Linked DNA regions of Triticum aestivum: region 1 is linked to region 2. A link is a contact called in public Hi-C data. All regions are on one chromosome and are shown on one strand. Each heading gives the region's core, a stretch centred on a gene start, on an enhancer-like site or on the middle of the called end of the contact. The rest is flanking DNA. Distances are from core to core; before and after follow the strand shown. Region 1 overlaps LOC123044713 (mitotic checkpoint serine/threonine-protein kinase BUB1). Region 2 holds the start of LOC123044711 (dof zinc finger protein DOF5.8).

Region 1 (4,338 bases), core at 1,744-4,243, 380 kb before region 2:
AACTTACCACATTTGAGGAGTTACTCAACCTTTTTTGCGTGGTCAAACTGTGTACCTTTTCATACTGCTGGTAAAAGTTTCAATCCTTGGGGAAGGACCAAATGCCTCATCTAGAGGGGAGGGGTGAAAGGCAACTAAGAAAATTTATTCCTAATTCAACCTTGTCACATTATTGCTGAAATGTAAAGGTTCTCTAATTGGAATAACCTATATGGTGCGATCAACTTAGCAATTCCACGAACACAGGATGATAAGCTAGGCACAACAAACAAGATGTGAAGGTAAAGTAAATCAACCAAAGGATACCCCCAAGGATTCGTACAATACCCCCAAGGACACGAGGATTTGGTTCCTGGAGTACGAATCCTTGGGGGTATTGTACGTCTTCGTTGGAGAGGCCTGAACACCAAGTCCCTTCAACCACAAAGACCTAACCTTCTTCTCCTTGAGCCTTGGGCAGTGTCTAAGCTCAACCATTAGTGGATGATCTTGAGGCGATCTTCAGCCATCACAAAGTCTTTTTGGCGAATCCACACGTTGGATGTCCCCAGGTGACTGCCGGTGCCTAGGAGTCTGCAAACTCCAAGAGAAATGGGCGTGGTGAATGCTTGGTAGACGATGCTCTAGCTCTGTGTACATGTGAAATTTCAAAAATCTCTCAAATCTACTCTCGTCCTAGGGTACCCTTCAAATTCAAACTGTCTGGTGACATGGCACTCACACAGAATCCTGGCAACAAAACATTCGGAACTGCCTGGCCCAGTAACAATGCACCTCCGGATATTTTCCAGGCCGGTTACACATTCGGGTATATGTGCTCAGTGGCGGAGCCAGTATCCAGACAATGGGTGTACATATTTCCTTAAAAATTACCATTTTACTACAATTTTTAATTCATTTGATCCATATGTGTGTATACATAGGTAGTCAACCTTCTTGCAGAGATGAATGTACATTTGTACACCCAAGTACCTATCTAGCTCCGCCAATGTACGTGCTAATACCCCACATATTCTGAGCCGGCAATTGGGCGACCCTGAAGGGTGCCTGGAAAGTCTTTGGCCTCCTTGCTCACTAGCTACTGCGTCTGGAGATTCCGGCCTCCTGGCCTGGATTATCACCCAAGGATGGTTGTGTGAGGCTTTTGGCCTTTGTAGCGACAGAGGACCTTCTTTTCACTTTGTGGGGCTTCAAGACCTGCTCATGTACTTAGCACACATATTAGCTCCTTAATTACCAAAATCTACTTAGGGCGTGTAGATGTCCCTTCAATTGGATGACTTGCATTTCTTGACGGAGATAGTATATATTTCGGGCAGATCCTGTATTCTTGTTTTTATGGGTGATGGTATCCCAGCCTGTTTGAATGTCACAGTACGAAAGATTGCACCGATCAACCACCTCTAGTGTGCACAAGTGACTACAGACATCTAATAGTCAGGTTTTGCGAGTTTGTACAAATCGTTTTAAAACACCTTGGGTGATGTTGTGACTCTTCTGCAAATGTGTGTTCCGAGCTTACAAATGTCTCCTAACTGATTAGAATTATGCCAGATGTTATTGCAACTAAGGACCACAACTTTCTTTGGAAATATTTGAAATGGTTGGTCATAAGAGCAAGCATGAAGGTAGATAAGAGGTCGATTTGTTGGCCCCAGATGTTGGGTTTGGTGGGTGCAAAGATCTAGGATGATTCCTGACTCTGTTTATTATTATTACTTCAAAGTGTATTTGGAATCTGTATTTTCACGTTCCATGCTTTTGCTGAGATGTTGATGTTCTGATATGTGTTAAAGCTCACCCAGACCATTTCATGCATGCTCTTTGAAGAAAGTAAACATGCATGCCTGTTTCTCAACTTATTTTGCGGAAGTTGCTAGTTCAGTTTGTAGCTCTTGTCAACTCGTTTTTTTAAATTTAACATGAGTTTTCCTCTCACCTGTGGCCCATAAAGCGAAGAGATCACAGACGATACCTTCAGAAGCGAAACGAGAAGCGGGCAGAATCAGGTTAGCATATGAATTCAGAGTATTCTTGATTTAGAGGTATTGGAGGCTTGTAGCCCTTTTGTGTTGCTTATGAAACAACATCCATTCCAGGGGCTGTGTCTTATTGACTGGGGCCGGGGCATTGATGTGAATCTCTTCCCAGCTGGCACGGAGTTCTTTGGGGATTGTGGAACCTCAGGGTTCAGTTGTATCGAAATGCAAGAAGAGAGAAGCTGGACATATCAAGTCTGTACCCTTCAAAGTTACTCACAACCTTACTAGGCATCATCACAGAAAGGAACCGTGTGCAACATCGATTTGGTTTCCTGTCTTGCAGGTTGACACTTTTGGTCTGTGCGTGGTTGCACACATGATGCTGCACGGGGAAGAGATGAGCATCGCTAAGGTGCCCGGAACAGGTGGAAACTACATGTACCAACCGAAATTGTCATTTAAAAGGTTGTGCTGCCGCGAGCTCTTGATTTTGCTTACAAAAGTGATTGCCCAGAGTGAGAAGATAACCCCTCCACCTGTTTGTCCTTTGATGAACAGGTACTGGAACGTTGCGCTGTGGAAGCAGCTCTTCACCACGCTGCTGAACCCGGGCTCCAATGGGAACCACGTAGGCGACCTCCGGAGCCTGCGGAGATCGTTCCAGGATTACATGTGCAGCAACTATCAGCTGGTGGTGAAGCTGAACCAGCTGCTGGCAAAGCAGAAGGCCTCCCTTTGCTCATCCTGAGGTGTGCATTTCGTCGCCAGAATGCCTCTGCGATATTTATCTACTCTACACTGCCTCCCTATGTCTATGTATGTGTCTTTGCCACATCTCGTGGCCTTGTTGTATCATCTGAAAATGAAAATACACGCCCCCGTGTCATGGTCTAACTAGTACTCAAGATGTGTCCCGGTGAGAACCAAATAGTTACCGTCTTAGATATGCGTACAGCGGTACAGGTAGGACAAACGAGATGACACGCAACGGATGAGTGGTTGCTGTCACGAACCAACAGTGCCCAACCAAAGTCAAAGGGTCTCTTTGGCTAGGCTAATGGGGCTAATCAGTCCTGTTAGACATGTCACGTTTTTGCTAGGACCATCAATGTTGGCTCAACGGTATTGTCACTTTCATCTTGTGGCGAGGACATGGGCTGCCCACCCATCTGATCTGAGCGATATATATGAGCCAACGCTTCACTGTGCGTGTCTTGGCGTATGGCCACTGGGGCTGTGTGTCCTCGCGGCGTTCGTGTCGATGTCACCGATCTCTTAGATGGAGACGGAGGGAGATAGAGATGTGCATGTATGTCTTGTTGTTATTGGACGATGGCTCGATCCGTGGTGCGGTTTTGCCCGCTCATAGCATAGCCATAGCATAATGTTTGGGCGCATCGCATGCAGGATCTGACTGAGTGCCCTGGTCCTGGTCCCTGCCTGCGCCTGCTGCTGCCCACGGTGCAGCGTTCTGGGGCGACATAATATCCAGCGTTTGTCAGGTCGAGGCCCTGGATTAGGTGCAGGGATCTGTCTTGGGTCTTGCACTGTCTTGGCCGGTTTCCAACTGCCATGCACCTAGCTTTGGTCCTCGGCGTCAGACTTGTAAGCAGACCTACTTGGACCCGGTTATGGCATGCCTCTACCTGTATATACAAGACAATTGTAAGCAGACCGTTGTGGATGGACCCGGAGTAGTACTAGGTTTTAACTACTTGAGAGTTTACACCAATTTTTCAGTATTTTTGGCAATCAATTGATAAGCGCATTTCAGATTTACATGCAAACGGTTACATTATACTCCCTCCGTCACAAAATTCTTGTCTTAAATTTGTCTAGATACGGATATATCAAAGGAGTAGTATTATGAAGGTCATTTTAACACTAATGTCGTCTTTGGGAACAGGCATACTGATACTTGCTGAGCAACCCAAATTTGATAAACACAAAGGAATCATAGTGCAAATTGTTATCATCTTTTACTTACTTATGTTAGTTTTCCATCGTTACGAGGGGAGGGTTGGGGAGGTCGTTGAAACTTTTTGTAGAAACATAGTACAAACGCATACGCTTATAACACACACCCTTGTAAATAGAACCTTGTATAGCTGGAGGGTGGGGAAGTCACCTTATATAGCAGAATCCTTTTTCTTCAGAAACACAGTGTAAACGGATACACTCAATAACACATACTAGCACTCACCTTACGAACGCACACCCTTTCTCTTTGAGTATATTTGATAGATGGAACCGGTAAATCCTCACACTGTCGAGCGCAATCTTGTTGCTGTAAAAGAAAAAGGGAAGGAAAAAAGACTATGCACAATCTTACTAACATGCGTTGGACAACGGAGGG
Region 2 (4,366 bases), core at 556-3,055:
TAGGGTCCGCGCGAGGCCCAAGTGTTGAGCCTGCGACGGACGCCTATATAAAGTGGAGGTGCGACACACTCATGAAGTCGATCGCTTCGGCTATGCGACTAGGGTTTGCATGTGTTGCGAATAGCCACCTCCACTCGCCGCCGACTGTGTGATCGGACCTAGCAGTCCGCCACACGGTGTTCCTCCTGCACGCGCGGATATTGTTAGAGGCGGTGCACTTGCGCCGCTCCGGGGAACTTGTACGTGGAATCGGACGACCGGCTGTTCGAGGGAGATCGGACGAGGAGGAGACGATCCACGCGGACGCGTTGCCTCAACTCTACTTCCGTTGCACGGCACTGCGCGTCTAGTGGTAACGATTTGTGATCCATCTCCCGTAGCATGTTCTTGGTTGTTCTGCGTGTAGGAAATTTTAATTTGCAGCCGACGCACCCTACCGTAGAGCCCAACACCTATCACATGTGGATCTGTGACATGCATGTCAACAATATTTTTTAATCAACCATGCATGAATCCTCATGAATAGACATGCATGTCAACTGCATTTTTTAATCAACCATGCATGGATTCTCATGAATAGTGTCTGGAAATCAATGGTGTCGAGCATAGGTTCGGCTGAAGGTGAACCTATGGTTCCGTATAACATTTTCGTTAAAATTAAAAGGTGAACCGAAGGCATGGGAGAAGGGGTGGATGGCGTATACAACTCTGGCAAAAGCTGCAAAGAGTATGCATGAATAGACCCCGCTGTACAGTATTCAAAGCCTTAGGATTAATCAAGTTTACGAATTTTAAAGCAATCGAACAGCCGGGCACGATTGGGCAGGTACGTGCCCTGCACTTGCATGTCGCTTCGATTTCCGATTGAATAGGGTGCATCCTATGTTTAAAGTTCAACTCCTGGCGGGAGTTTGTGCTTTATTTTGGGCAATATGAAATAGTCACAGTGGTAATGTTTTTGACAGACAAAAGCTATCCATTTTTGCTCGCCATCTACATAGCAACTTACTGAATCCTATCTCTGCCGGGCGAGGGGTTGGGCGTCCACGGTCTGTAGGCGAAACCTATGAGAGATAGTCCCTAGGAATCTGTTCAACAGATTTGAAGGGCGACCTAATAATAGGATATGTGACGCATGAGGCTTCATATTTCTTGTTTATGAGCAGTTGTAATATACCCTGCCTAGTCTTTGCCCTCCTGGCCTTTGGTTTTTCTATTTAGACATTATATATAGTGTAAATTTTGCAATAATTAATTAAGAATCATGTGCATTGATCAATGCAAATGCCTGTGCTTTGAGCCCTATTTCGAAAAGAAGAAAGAAGTCCGCCCTAAAACCAGGCAAAACGCAGCACATATACAAATAGACAGTGCGCCAGTCAATTCAAAGGCAATAACATCAATCAGAATGACAACAACAACTCCCACACATAGCTTATACGCTATACTCATACACGTGCACATACAATACCCACCCCCACTTACACACTAAAACGGCTTTTACAGTACAAAGCTCAGATATGGCACCACATGCAATAATACATAACACACGCAAATTCAGCAACGCAAACATCATCAGTATTTTTTTCCCTTCGAAACCTAACAATCTGTAGACATTTTTGGAACTTAACTAACCATTCCGGCAAAAAAAAACTTAATTAATTAACCATGGGTCTGATCTAGTAACACTGTAGTATGTGCGCGGGAGCTAGCAGGTAGCATGCAGACGCGGCGCTCGTGGTCCGCGCTGGGCTGCTATATAAACTGAGGTAGGCTGCGTGCGACCGCTTCCCTCTCTAGCTACTAATCTTGCCTTGTCGTGCTGTGCTGTGCTGTGCGGAGCTGAAAGGAAGGAAGGAAGTGTGGTAGTATCACCATCAGCTCGCAATAATACCTGCACGCCCATTTTGTTGTGTAGCCCTTGTCAGCGAACCTCACAGCTGAAAACCCCACCCACCCCGGCCCCTTCCCCCTCTCCTCCCCATCCCATTCCCACCTCCATCCATCGATCGATCAGTCTTTCCTGCGTGCGTGCTTCGTCTCTAGCAGCCGCCTTTGCGCGTGTTGATCTGTAGACGTACGGGGGTGAGGGAGGAGGAGATCAATTCATGGCTGGCGCGGGCGGGGGGGCTGCTGCGGCTGCGGCTGCGGCGGTGCAGCCAGCCGCCGCTGCTGGCGCGGGGAGGAGCAGCTCTTCGTCGGCCGGAGGCGGTGGCACTGGCGGTGCCGTGGCGGACCCGCGGGCGGAGGCGCTGCGTTGCCCACGCTGCGACTCGGCCAACACCAAGTTCTGCTACTACAACAACTACTCGCTGTCGCAGCCGCGCCACTTCTGCAAGGCCTGCAAGCGCTACTGGACGCGCGGGGGCACGCTCCGCAACGTCCCCGTCGGCGGAGGCTGCCGCAAGAACAAGCGCTCCAGGAGCAGCAACGGATCAGGGGGCCGGCCGGGCTCCTGCGCCGTCGTCGCCTCCACCAACGCCGCTGCCGGCGGCATCACGTCGTCTACCTCCATGTCGCTCCCGCCGCCGGGCTCCCTCTCCTCGGCGCTGGGCCTCCACGGCCACGGGAGCAGCTCCCTGGCCTCGCTCCTGCTCGGGAGCGGCGCCTCAGGCGGCGACCACCTCGGCCTCTTCCACGCCATGCAGTCGGTCGTCTCGGACGCCACCGCCTACGAGATGCACCAGCAGCACCAGACCCAGGTGGATCAGCTGCTGGGGCTCGGCTACGGCGCCGGCGACGCCAACGGCTCGCAGATCCACATAAAGCCCTGGCAGCAGCACCTTCAAGACGGAGCTGGCGGTCTCTTTGACGGCTTCTACGCGCCGCTGCTGTCCGGCTCCATCGTCCCGGGACTGGAGGAGCTGCATGTGAAAGCCGAGGCCACCGCCGGCGAGCACCACCACCACCACCACCAGAAGAAGGCGACCGATGGGGATCAGCAGAGCTGGGATCAACATCCGACGTCGTCGTCTAACGTCGAGGCTAACATCATGGCCTCGGACGCGCTCATGGCCGCCGCCGCCGCGGCGTCCATGAACCCGGCGGTCAGCAACGCTGCCACGGCGCCGACGTCCTCCCCTCTCATGTACTGGGGCAACGGGAACATCGGCGGCTCGCCTGCAGCGTGGCCAGATATGGCCAACTGCGGATCCTCCATTGCAACCTTCTTCTAGCCGACCGTCCAGCGAGTCTCGAACTCTCGACGTACGGACTCGTTGCCGCTGGTCGTTAACTTGTCGATTTTTCTCCTCCATTTTTCCGGTTAACTCTTTCCTTGACTAAAATAACATGTAATTTGTGGGGGGGAAAGCTAAGATGAGAGAGAATACTCCGGGTAGCTAGAGAGGGAGACGATCTCGGAGTCGGAGGTCAGAAAGCAGTGATCCAAAAAGAATCATAGGGTTTGTTCTCTTTCGCCGATGGAGAGATGGATCCACCAGTCCAGTCCAGTCCATGTTCTTGTGCGGCGTCGCCTTCAATCCATAATCAAGAAGACGAGGGCATGCATGCATAGATCAACGCGGAGAAGAGGGAAGCACGCAAGCAAGTGTAAGTCTAGACACTCCTGGCTATACTGCTTGATTTGCTGCTTCTCCCTCTCCTTGGGTGTTTTGTATATAAGGCATATGGTGTAGGTGTGGGGAGGATATATGAGAGCTAGCTAGCAATAGCATGCAGCAGCAATGGTGGTGCAAGTAATGAGCCTCTCTCTCTCTAGCTTTCTCTCTCATCTTGGCATTTTAATTAGTGTGTTTAATTGGTTACTCCAATTTGCCAACTCTCGTTAGATGTATAAGTTAATACTAGTACTCCTCTCGTGGAAGCTTAATTAGAGAACTGTTTTTGAGTTCTCAAGCATTGGTCACCTTTTTAAAGGGTTTCTTCTTCCTTTCTCTCTTTCTCTCTCTTCTAGAGTGGATTTCTTTCATTTTTCTTGGGGTTATCTTTTGTTCAAACTCTGTTGTACCAGTGATGACATTGTGAGTTATGAGGAATTAAACTGGTACTGTTGTCCTGATGATGGTTCATACAAGTCCCCATATATGTGTGTGTAAGTAAGAATGAATACTATATGCACGCATTCTATCAACTTGCTAGCTATAGTTACTTCACTTTTAGTGCATGGATGGATGTCTCACTTTTGGTCATGTGCAGCAGCTTTAGCTAGCGAGCTTTAATTCGCGCTCCCTCTTGTGGATGCGCGAGCGAGCGCATGATCAGATCTTTGAATTCTGTGCATTTTGGGAGAGGGCTGTCTTATTTGTGAAGGATCGATCCATCGTAGGATTCCCGCATGCAGTGCCACTCATGCAAGTTAGCGTTATCATGTTTCTGTGATCAGAAACTTTTATGCCCACGTTTG

Evidence for each region. A called contact is a pair of places that touch in the nucleus more often than the background predicts.
Region 1: a contact with region 2 is called in a Hi-C map of leaf, with 5 times the contacts expected there. The contact joins the enhancer-like site here to the promoter of LOC123044711 in region 2. A contact is called at or near these places in 2 of 5 Hi-C or Micro-C datasets (both in leaf).

The regions. Positions count from the first base shown.
Region 1 is chr2B:270,719,071-270,723,408 of IWGSC CS RefSeq v2.1, reverse strand. It overlaps LOC123044713 (mitotic checkpoint serine/threonine-protein kinase BUB1), which reads left to right. Exons shown (of 14, transcript XM_044467546.1): 11 at 1,955-2,009; 12 at 2,100-2,234; 13 at 2,326-2,447; 14 at 2,541-2,876. The coding sequence ends at 2,730. Among protein-coding and RNA genes, the nearest start is that of LOC123044713, 6.8 kb to the left of the region's middle. Within about 2 kb of position 2,993, at least 2 of the 8 cell types and tissues checked have an H3K27ac peak or open chromatin away from gene starts, as enhancers often do. A contact at or near this core is called in leaf, where this site is marked.
Region 2 is chr2B:270,340,903-270,345,268 of IWGSC CS RefSeq v2.1, reverse strand. It overlaps LOC123044711 (dof zinc finger protein DOF5.8), which reads left to right and starts at 1,805. Exons shown (of 1, transcript XM_044467545.1): 1 at 1,805-4,031. The coding sequence starts at 2,109. The coding sequence ends at 3,176.